Linked DNA regions of Mus musculus: all the other regions are linked to region 1. A link is a contact called in public HiChIP or PLAC-seq data. All regions are on one chromosome and are shown on one strand. The core of a region is the stretch at or near the end of the contact, and the rest is flanking DNA. Distances in the headings are between cores, read along the strand shown. Region 1 overlaps Gcgr (glucagon receptor). Region 2 overlaps Baiap2 (brain-specific angiogenesis inhibitor 1-associated protein 2). Region 3 overlaps Baiap2 (brain-specific angiogenesis inhibitor 1-associated protein 2).

Evidence for each region. HiChIP or PLAC-seq counts read pairs in DNA pulled down with a chosen protein or histone mark.
Region 2: a contact with region 1 is called in a FOXA1 HiChIP or PLAC-seq map of pancreatic cancer cells. The contact joins two enhancer-like sites. A contact is called at or near these places in 1 of 39 promoter capture datasets (cranial neural crest) and 1 of 115 datasets of contacts at active chromatin or transcription factors (pancreatic cancer cells).
Region 3: a contact with region 1 is called in an HNF4G HiChIP or PLAC-seq map of pancreatic cancer cells. The contact joins two enhancer-like sites. A contact is called at or near these places in 1 of 115 datasets of contacts at active chromatin or transcription factors (pancreatic cancer cells) and 1 of 9 other capture datasets (pancreatic islet).

What each region holds. Positions count from the first base shown.
Region 1 is chr11:120,537,991-120,541,206 of GRCm38.p6, forward strand. It overlaps Gcgr (glucagon receptor), which reads left to right. Exons shown (of 14, transcript NM_008101.2): 12 at 1-60; 13 at 127-168; 14 at 471-994. The coding sequence ends at 707. Among named protein-coding and RNA genes, the nearest start is that of Gcgr, 8.9 kb to the left of the region's middle. Within about 2 kb of position 1,466, at least 119 of the 459 cell types and tissues checked have an H3K27ac peak or open chromatin away from gene starts, as enhancers often do. A contact at or near this core is called in pancreatic cancer cells, where this site is marked.
Region 2 is chr11:119,953,999-119,957,214 of GRCm38.p6, forward strand. It overlaps Baiap2 (brain-specific angiogenesis inhibitor 1-associated protein 2), which reads left to right. Exons shown (of 14, transcript NM_130862.4): 2 at 3,104-3,179. Among named protein-coding and RNA genes, the nearest start is that of Gm11767, 13 kb to the left of the region's middle. Within about 2 kb of position 1,658, at least 135 of the 459 cell types and tissues checked have an H3K27ac peak or open chromatin away from gene starts, as enhancers often do. A contact at or near this core is called in pancreatic cancer cells, where this site is marked.
Region 3 is chr11:119,974,607-119,977,822 of GRCm38.p6, forward strand. All of the region lies in intron 3 of Baiap2 (brain-specific angiogenesis inhibitor 1-associated protein 2), which reads left to right. Among named protein-coding and RNA genes, the nearest start is that of Gm11767, 33 kb to the left of the region's middle. Within about 2 kb of position 1,750, at least 111 of the 459 cell types and tissues checked have an H3K27ac peak or open chromatin away from gene starts, as enhancers often do. A contact at or near this core is called in pancreatic cancer cells, where this site is marked.

The DNA.
Region 1 (3,216 bases), core at 216-2,715:
GCCCAAGGCACCCTGCGCTCCACCAAGCTCTTTTTTGACCTGTTCCTCAGCTCCTTCCAGGTGAGTCTCCATCATACCCCACCCCTGGGACCCAGAGTGCTGTCCTTGACCACTCTCTTTCTCCAGGGTCTGCTGGTGGCTGTTCTCTACTGTTTCCTCAACAAGGAGGTAGGTGAAGCTGGGAACACAATCAGAGCTGGCCCTGAGGGTGGCCTTGCCCTGGTATGACCATATCTCCATCCCCATTATTAAGGTTGCATGTGTTGGATGTCAGGTCCCCCTAGGTCCTCAGGGAATTCAGTGTATGAGGTGGTCCTTGCCTTTCCTGGTGACAAATGGCCCCGCTGAACCCAAGGTGAAACTTGCCTTGCTCTGGGTCTGCTTAGATTAAGGCTGGGCACCTCAGAGAGGCCCAGACAAGATCCTAATGAGGTGCGTTGGCAGAGTAGCCCTACCCCTGGCTCCTCTAGGTGCAGGCAGAGCTGATGCGGCGTTGGAGGCAATGGCAAGAAGGCAAAGCTCTTCAGGAGGAAAGGTTGGCCAGCAGCCATGGCAGCCACATGGCCCCAGCAGGGCCTTGTCATGGTGATCCCTGTGAGAAACTTCAGCTTATGAGTGCAGGCAGCAGCAGTGGGACTGGCTGTGTGCCCTCTATGGAGACCTCGCTGGCCAGTAGTCTCCCAAGGTTGGCTGACAGCCCCACCTGAATCTCCACTGGAGCCTAGCCAGGCTGCGTTCAGAAAGGGCCTCAGAGGACAACCCAGAGCCAGATGCCCGGCCAAGGCTGAAGAGACAAAGCAGCAAGACAGCAGCTTGTACTGTGCACACTCCCCTAACCTGTCCTAGCCTGGCACAGGCCACAGTGACAGAGTAGGGGTTGGATATGATGGAGAAGCCATGTTATCTATGAACTCTGAGTGTTCCCATGTGTGTTGACATGGTCCCTGTACCCAGATATGTCCTTCAGTAAAAAGCTCGAGTGGGAGCTGCTGCACAGCTCGTGGACAGCAGGCTTGAAGCCCCCAGGGACGGGGTTTGGGAGGCCGGGGATGAGCAGCACACTCAGCAGGTGGAGCGCTAGTGCAACCCAGGAAAGAACTGTCTCTAACGTGGTGCTCTGGGGTAGGAGCCCACTTCCTCCAGGATCACCCTGAACCTAAGCTGTTTGAGGAAGTCTGCCTAATACAGGCTCTCGACTCAGCCATGTAAGCCAGAGCCTTACTGAGCAGAGACAAGTCCAGAATGGGACACACGAAGGGCTGTGGCCAACCTCTAGGGTGGTCCCTTTGGCTGTTGCTGTGATGCCTGCCTAGTGGAGTGTGGAGATAGGGTGGGGGTGGGGAGACTCAACCAGCTACCTCTGTTCCAGTTGCTGGTAGGAAACCTGGGGGAGGGGTGTACACAGCCAGCATCAGGCCACGTGGGCTGTAGCTGCTCAGGCAGAGCCAGGCTAATTGAAGCAAATGAAGGGACAGGAGGCCACTCGGGAAAGGTAAACAGAATGACTCACCTGCCAGGCCAACCACTGGGGCCTGAAGGGGCCTTAGCCTGCCACCCTCCCAATGCCTGGGCGTAGCAGGGAGGGACTTGAGGAGCACGGTGGGCGTAACCCCGATGCCCCATGGGTGTCTGGATTACTAGGACTGCCAGGAAACAAAGGGGCTGGAAGCCTGCAAAGTTGGCTGCATCTGCTGGCGACCACGGTTCTTGACTTTGCAGCCTTAGGCAGATCATCCCAGACCTCCACGTGCCAGGCCCCAGATCCTGATTCTACTCTGAGCCTTGGACACCTAGGTGCCTGCTGTGGGCACAAAGCCACTCCAAGCCAGCACCAGAGTACATACATTCTCCTTCACGCCAGCTGAGCTCAGGGTTGGTGACTGCCTTGGGGGTTGCAGCTCACTTGGGGCCTCCTGACAGCCCTCCCCATCCTGAGTCTCTCTGCCCTTGTCCTCCTTCACCCTGTCCCCATCTCTGTCCCCAAGGGAACTGGTGCAGGCTGGTTCAGGCAGGGAAAGAGGTGGGAGCCAGGTAGGTTCACCTAGCCAATGAATATGAACTATGACAGACAGCTCCACAGTGGTGGGGGGAGTCTCCAGCTCAGCCCAGGCATGCAGCATCCTTTTTATTTCTGGAGACCCTTTCCCTCCTCCATGGTACTGTCCCCTCCTTCAGTCCTGCCTATCAGTCCCCTTCTCCCCAGAGGAATAGCGGGTGCTACCAGCACAGTGTGTGAGTGTGCACAGGTACCTTGGAGGGAGGGACACAGGAGTGTGACTATGAAGGAGGTGTGACCCTGCTGTGTATGCTGACAGGTGGGGCAGGTATATAAATGCTCAACGTTCCAGAGGGATGTGAGTGATGGAGCTGTGCTAGGAGGAAGATCACTTGCACGTGTTTCCCTAGAGTCTGGTGTGTAGATATTCCTACTATTAAATGACGGCGGAGACCGAGGACACAAAAACAAAACAACAAAAGACACTGACCACTGAGGGTCAGACTTGGGAGAGTTGAGCTGTGGACTAGAGGAGGGGACCTTGGGCCACAAGGCTCCAGAGTCTCCTGGAGAGGGTGAAAATGCACAGGTGGGTGGGGCTCAGGCTCTAGGATTAGTATACAGGAACCAGATGTGGTCATTCCAGTACTTGCCAGGTGAAGGCAGGAGGAGAAACTCACGCCTGTAACTACAGAATACAGCAAGTCAAAGACTAGCCTGGGCTAAAGGGACCTGCTGTAGTCACGGTGCACACCTTTAATCCCAGAACTTAGGAGGCAGAGGCAGGGTCTCTGTGACTTTGAGGACAGCCAGGGCTATGCAGAGAGACCCCATCTCAAGCAAACAAACACCAGCAACAAACCCTAAAGGGCAGAGGACATAGAGCAGTGATAGGATGCCTGCCTGCCTACCACGTGTGAAGCTGTGTTTAATCCCCTGGGCCACACGAAGGGCAGGATGCATGCTGGGTACATGCAAGGATGCAAGAGCACTTCCAGAGCTGGGAAAACAGGAGGATCCCTGGGGCTGCCTGGCCAGTCTATCCTAACTGATGAGTGCTGCAAGCCAATCAAAGACCTGTCTCAAAGGGAGTGGGTGCTTCTCAAACTGCTATACACACACACACACACACACACACACACACACACACACACACACACACACACAGAGAGAGAGAGAGAGGAGAGAGAGAGAGAGAGAGAGAGAGAGAGAGAGAGAGA
Region 2 (3,216 bases), core at 408-2,907, 580 kb before region 1:
GAAGGAAGTGTGAGGCTTGCTCACTGAGTAGGATTCTGTCCAAGCAGTAGAGATGGCCTCAGTTGCCCCTAGGCTTGAGAGTGCCCTCTGAGGACCATGAAGCTCTCAGCATGGAGAGCTGGCTTTAGGTTTCAGGGATGGGGAGGCTCCTTCAGCTCCTCCTCTGAATCTTGAGTTTGTCTTGTCTTGACTTTTCTCTTTTGTTCTGTTCTTTATCTTTTGTTTTTAAGGTTTTGTTGTTGTTGTTGTTGTTGTTGTTTGTTTTTGTTTTTTGTTTTTGTTTTTGTTTTTGAGATAGGGTTTCTTTGTGTAGCCCTGGGTGCCCTGAAACTTTGGCCTTGAACTTAGAGCTGACCTGCTCTGCCTCGAGAGCGCCCTTAGCACCCAGCTTGTTTATTTTTTGCAAGGTCAAAAGTGCAGCTTCTGCTTTTCTCCTTGGTGCTCCTTGGTGTTGATAAGGAAGGCATCCCTTCCTTGGTCAGCAAACCCTTCCAGCTGACTGCTTCTGCTTAGCACCTTCCTCACACCGCTCCAGGCACGAGCTTGTTCTCTTATGAGGAGCCAGTCTAGAGCTGGTGGGCAGGGAGTGTACTCACCCAGGAGGGGCTGGGTGAAGTGGGGCAGGAAGAGCCACCAGGGCAGTATGGCTTACTATGTCAGAATGGCTTCTAAATGAACCCTAGAATAATGAGTTGGACTGAGCTCAGAGATCCCGACATAAGCAGATGTGGGGGTACACCTGTATGTGCACACACCCCAAATGGATTCCCACTTTGTGAGCCACTGGGTTTCCTTATAAGGTAGCTGGAAGCCAAGTGACTCAAAGAAAAGTCAGGACACTGGCCAGGAGCCTGGAAATAAGCCTGCTCCTTCAGAGCAGGCCCACTTTTCCAGCCAGGGCAGGTGTCTCTTTGCAGACCTGGAAAGAAACTGGTCCTCTATGGCCAGGAGAGGCCTCCCTCAGAGTGTCAGCCCAATGGCATTCATGCTGCCGCCACTGCCTTCAGGCCAAGACAGCAGACACAGTACATCCCAGGCTAACTGGCTGCTCTTGAGCAGGTGGAGGCTGTGGCCATGCCTAGGTGTCCTGGCTGGCACTTCAACACCCACATTGCCCAGATAACTCCCTCTTGCATTCCTCCTGTATGAGCTCAACTGCATTGAGGAAGTGAAACCTTACAGTTGCCCTCTGCATCACAGGAGGCATGGCAGGTGCCTCAGCGGTCTGTCTCACTTGGCCTTGAGTGGTTTCTGGTATATTCTCCTGTCATTCAGGATGTTAATGAAGCTCAGAGGACTGATCTAAGCTAAGCCTCCTTTTCCTCCCAGGATCCTCAGGGGCATTCCTAGAGCCAAACTCGTGGGTCTACTCCTAGACTCAGTTTCTTCAGCATTTTGCCATGTAACACCCCTGTCTGCTTCCCAGGTACTCTTTGGATTGCACAGTTCAGATAGATTCCCTAACACAATATACATCCACCTCAATTTCCTGTCCCCTGTGTCTGCCTCTCCTGTCTCTCCAGTCAGGTCCCAACTGTCCTCAGACACTGCCTGGTATACAAAGGAATTGGGTCCTGACGGGAACCTCCTTCCTTCCCTTCATAATCAGCAGGGAGGTTCCTCTTAACTTCCTGTTTGACCCTTGACTAGAGTCTCTACAGCCTGGGGCCTTTTTAATGCTTCCAGCTTGGCTCTACTCAGACGCTCCCTCCCAGTTTCCTATCCTGTCTGAGGGACATTACTACACTCACTCACTTCCTCTCCTGTTTGCTCCTGGAGCCCCTTCAGGGCTGCTTGCTTGGCCGGGGGCATTTACACTGCTCTGGCCTACCTGCCTCCTTTTTTAGTCACAACTGGTCCTTCCTGCCCTCCTGTCTCCAGCTTTGTTGGAGCCCTTCTGCCTCCCCTCCCTAGTTGCTGGTTGTGGGATGGGACCTGGAGATTGGTTGGTTGCTGAGTGTCCCTTCCATGTGTGGTCTCTGGGCTAGCATGAAGAGATAACCAGGAAGACAGTGCCCCCGGCCCTGTAGATTTGGCTGAGAAGTGTTGCTGCGTGAGGTTCCTGTGTTCTGGGAGCCTTCGTGGAGTGACGGGTCAGCAAGCCAGGCCCACATGTGAAAGGGATGAGTGAATGGTAGCTTAGAGCTGGAGTCTTCATTCCCAGGAATGAGGGAGGGTCTTCATGTCTCATGCTGATGGTATCCTGCCATACTTAAGGGCAGGCCAATATAGAATGTATCCACCCGTGGGTTTTCCAGAGCCAGGCCCCATTGTGGACACTGGCCCTGGTGCCTTTAAATGTCCCTCTTATCTGTTGTGTTGGCTCTTCAATGAGGCCACCAGTTGGACAGAGTTGGTATAGAGCCTGGTGGCTTCCGTTTCCATCATCCTCAAAGAGTTGGGCTCCTTGTACGGCACTGTCCCCCATGGCTTAGGATGTGGTCTGGTCAGGTTTTCTTTCAAAGTTCCTCCTGGGGTCTTCCCTGACTGGCGTAGGCTGTTGACAGTGTGGGTATTCTGCTAGTAGGATTCTCATTTGGCTGCTGTTTGTGTGTGCCTGTTTTTATGCCATGTAATTAAAACATTTATTTGGCCTTCGCAGTGAAAATCTAATTTCTTGAGTCTAAGAACTGCCGATATTGGCACAGGGACTGCAGTCCGTCGTGTAAACAGATCCGGAGCCTGTTGGATTGTTCATAGCATGGTATTTGTAAATCAGGCTGTGCACTGCTGTAATCAGAGCTGATGTTGGTAATTGGTGTGTTGAGTTAGGGTGGTGGTGTGGGGGGCGTCGCTGAGCATTTGTGTGTGGCCGACGGGTGGCCTCCCACGGCTGACTCAGCCCCGCCAGCCTGGTGCCTCAGAAGCCATGGCTGTGAGTGCTGCCTGTGCCATGCGGCCCTGCGAGGACCCTTGTTGCTGTGCAGACAGCCCTCTACAGAAGGCTCCTGTCCACACCTGGGTGCAGTGCTCACAGCAGGCAGAGCTGGGGCTTCAACTTGGGGAGGTTGGCAGTGTTCCTGACCCCATCCAGGCTGAGCCCTGGATCCCAGCTATGGGTGGATGGTGGTGAGGTGACGCTGCTTTCTCTGTTCTTTTCCAGACCATCATGGAGCAGTTCAACCCCAGCCTCCGCAACTTCATCGCCATGGGCAAGAACTATGAGAAAGCACTGGCAGGTATAGCTGGCCCCTGGCTAGCAGATGAGCTTTCTTC
Region 3 (3,216 bases), core at 500-2,999, 560 kb before region 1:
CTGGCTGCTCTTCCAAGGGACCTTGTTTGGTTCTCAGCACCCACAACCACTCACAACCATCCACGACTCCAGCTCTAGTAGATTCAACAGCCAGTTCTGGCCTCCACTGCACCAGCACACATGTGATGCACAGATATAGATACATTCAGCCAACACACATACACAGAATGTTAAAAAGAGTGTACACCAGGAAGGCTGGTCGTGTTCAGGTTGTGCTTAAGGCTGTCACGAACCCACAAACAGTTGTGCTGCACAAGTTATAGTCATCTGAGAGGAGAGTACTTGATTGAGAAATGTTCTGGGGAGCAGTTTGTTTAGATTAGGGATTGATAAGGGAGGGCCTAACCCGTTGTGGGTGGTGATGGTCAAGGTTCTATAAGAAATCAGACTGGCCAAGCTATGAAGAGCAAGTCAAAAAGTAACACTCCTCCACGGCCTCTGCATCAAGTCCTGCCTCCAGGTTCCTGCTTGCTTTAGTTTCTGTCCTGACTTGATAATGAACTCAGGGTTAGACTTCCTTCGATGATGTAGAAGTGTAAGCCAGAGTAACCCAGAACTGCATTTGGGCATGATGCCTCATCACAGCAATAGTGACACTACAGAGGACAGAAGTTGGTACCAGGAGTTGGGGCTTAGAGTAACAGAAAGTATAGAATGAACTATATATACGTGTGTGTGTGTGTGTGTGTGTGTGTGTGTGTGTGTGTGTGTGTGTGTGTATGTATGTATGTGTATATATATATAGGAGGTCCTGAATCCAACAGTTGATCAGTCTACAAAGCTGGATATACTGGATATATCAGCTCTCAGATATACATATCTGAGAGATGGTCTGCAGTATGCACCAGAATAACCGAAGATGTCAGTGAAGGAAATGACTTGCCATCGAGAGAAAGCAGGCAAACAGCCTAGGTACATGGTCTCTCCACCCATGGAGTATTGTGTGTGGAAAGGGAGTCTGCTGGGTGTGGTAGTGCACACCTGTGGTCCCAGTACTCAGGAGGCAGAAGCAGGAGGCTCAGGAGTTCAAGGCTCTCTAAAGCTATGTAATGAGTTTGACCCTTAGGCTAGCCTGAAATACTCGAGATCCTATCTCAGAAAAACAAACAAAACAAAAACAAAAAGGAGGGGGGGGGGGGCTCTAGCCTCTGCTGCAGCACAGATGGACATCGTAAATGTACCTCAGTCCCTGTGCTTCCCCCCAAGAAGGGTTACATTTCCACGTGGACCGAATTGCACACTAACCCTCCAAATGTGAAGCCAAGTTACTAATAGCACCAGAAATCTTTAAAACTGAGACGTTAGGGTGAAATGCAGTGTGACTCACTGGTGGCTGACCTTTCAGCGACTTGACTCACTGTAAGTTGGTAGAAGTTGAGGAGGGCGTGGTCTCCTGGTATGTTTCTCTGTGTTTTTATACTTTTGTCCCAAATGTCACATATTGTCTCTGGGACCCACGTGTACTTTGTGGGGGAGGGTCTCTTCCTATTAGTTCCCAAATATTCTGGGGCCTGGAACTCTCCTGGTCCCAGCCCCATCCTCACCCTCCTGAGTTAAGGCTTTTTTCACTCTGATGGGCTAAGGCTGACTCACTGCCTTGGTGTGCCTAGGGCTTCTGCCCCTCCCTCCAGGATCTCTCATGTCAGCTCCCTGGGATGGGCCACCTACTGCCAGTCACCCCTGTTGATACTCCACTCCCTGGAGAGGCTCATCAGGTGGCAGCTGTCTGCAAAGATTTACCCTCCCTCATTCACTGTTTGCTCTGGCACACTGGGCCTTCTTTCCCAATCTGATCCGGTTTTTCAAGTTTAGGGTCCACCTGGGCTGTGGCCTAAGAGCTCTAGGTCCCCAGGGTATGGGTGGATTTGGCCCTGGCAGAGGCTGGTTAAAAGCCTCTTCCTGGGGCTAGAGAGACAGCTCAGTGGTTAAGAGTGCATGCTGTTGTTACAGAAGACCCAAGTTTGGTTGGGTGGCACCCATGTCAGCAGCAAACAGCTGCCTATAACTCTCCTTAAGGGGATCTGACGACCTCTTCTGGCCTCCAAGAGTACCTACACTCATGTGCACAAACACCATAAATAAAAATAAAAACCGTAAGGTGGTGATGGCACACACCTTTAATCCCTGAACTTGGGAAGCCTAGGCAGGCGGATCTCCAAGTTCGAAGCCAGCCTCTATAAAGCGAGCTCCAGGACAGGCTGGGCTTTTACACAAAGAAACACTGTCTCAAAAAAAACAAAAATAAATAAGTTAATTAATTAATATCTTTTTTTAAATAAAATGAAGTAAGGCTTTTCTGTCAGCACAGTACACCTGGGAGGATCTTCCAAGAGAAGGAGAAGGTGGGAGGCCATGGAGCCCGCCACGAGGGCCCAACCTCTCCTCGGCACCTGCTGGCCAGTGAACAAGTCAGTGCCCCTGGCCAGAGGTCCCCTCATCTGCAGAGGGGGTGCTCAGGGTGGGTAGGTGTACCAGTCTTCTCCTGCATGCTGTGGCCATGGCCCCCCAGGGGTTTAGTACTTGCGGCTGTGCACGCCCAAGCTCCGCTGCACATGTCTTCCTGCAGCTGCTTGTAAAATGCAGTTTAAAACTTCATCATGTGGGCTGATCCTGCGCAGCACCAGCTTGCAGCCAGCCCAGAACTCCACGTGCGTGCACTCACACACAGACACATACACACCCTGTTCTGTGCCTTTGTCTCAGTGTGCTCCCCTCCCCCCATCTCCCCGTATATACCCATAAGGTCTGGGGACAGGCTACGCAGCGGGGGCTCTGAGTTGAGCCACACACTGTGCTCTGTGTCTGAGGGTTGACACAGCCCATGTGGAATGGTAACTGTTGTCCTGTGGGGTCTGACACCCATCACCTGAACAAAAATCTGTGAGAAACTTGGTACACCCTTGGGCATCACTGCCTGATTATACCAGTTTCTACTCTTCTTGAGTTGGCATGTGCTGCTTTTGTGGGTAGGGGAATGTTTTCTGTTCAGTCTTGACATTGACTTATAATTCTGGGCCTAAAGAATGTGGTCAGAGAGCACCAACCTATAGAGAGACTTCTAGCTAAGTGCATAGTTTGTCTGGTCGCTGCTGCCCCATCCCTCCTCTTGTAGACCCTGTAGCCTTCTGAGAGTTGGTTGTATGGCATTGTCCTCAGAAAGGAAGAGTGGATGTACTACAAAGCTGAGAGAGTAGTGCAGTGCTGCCAAGGACTCCA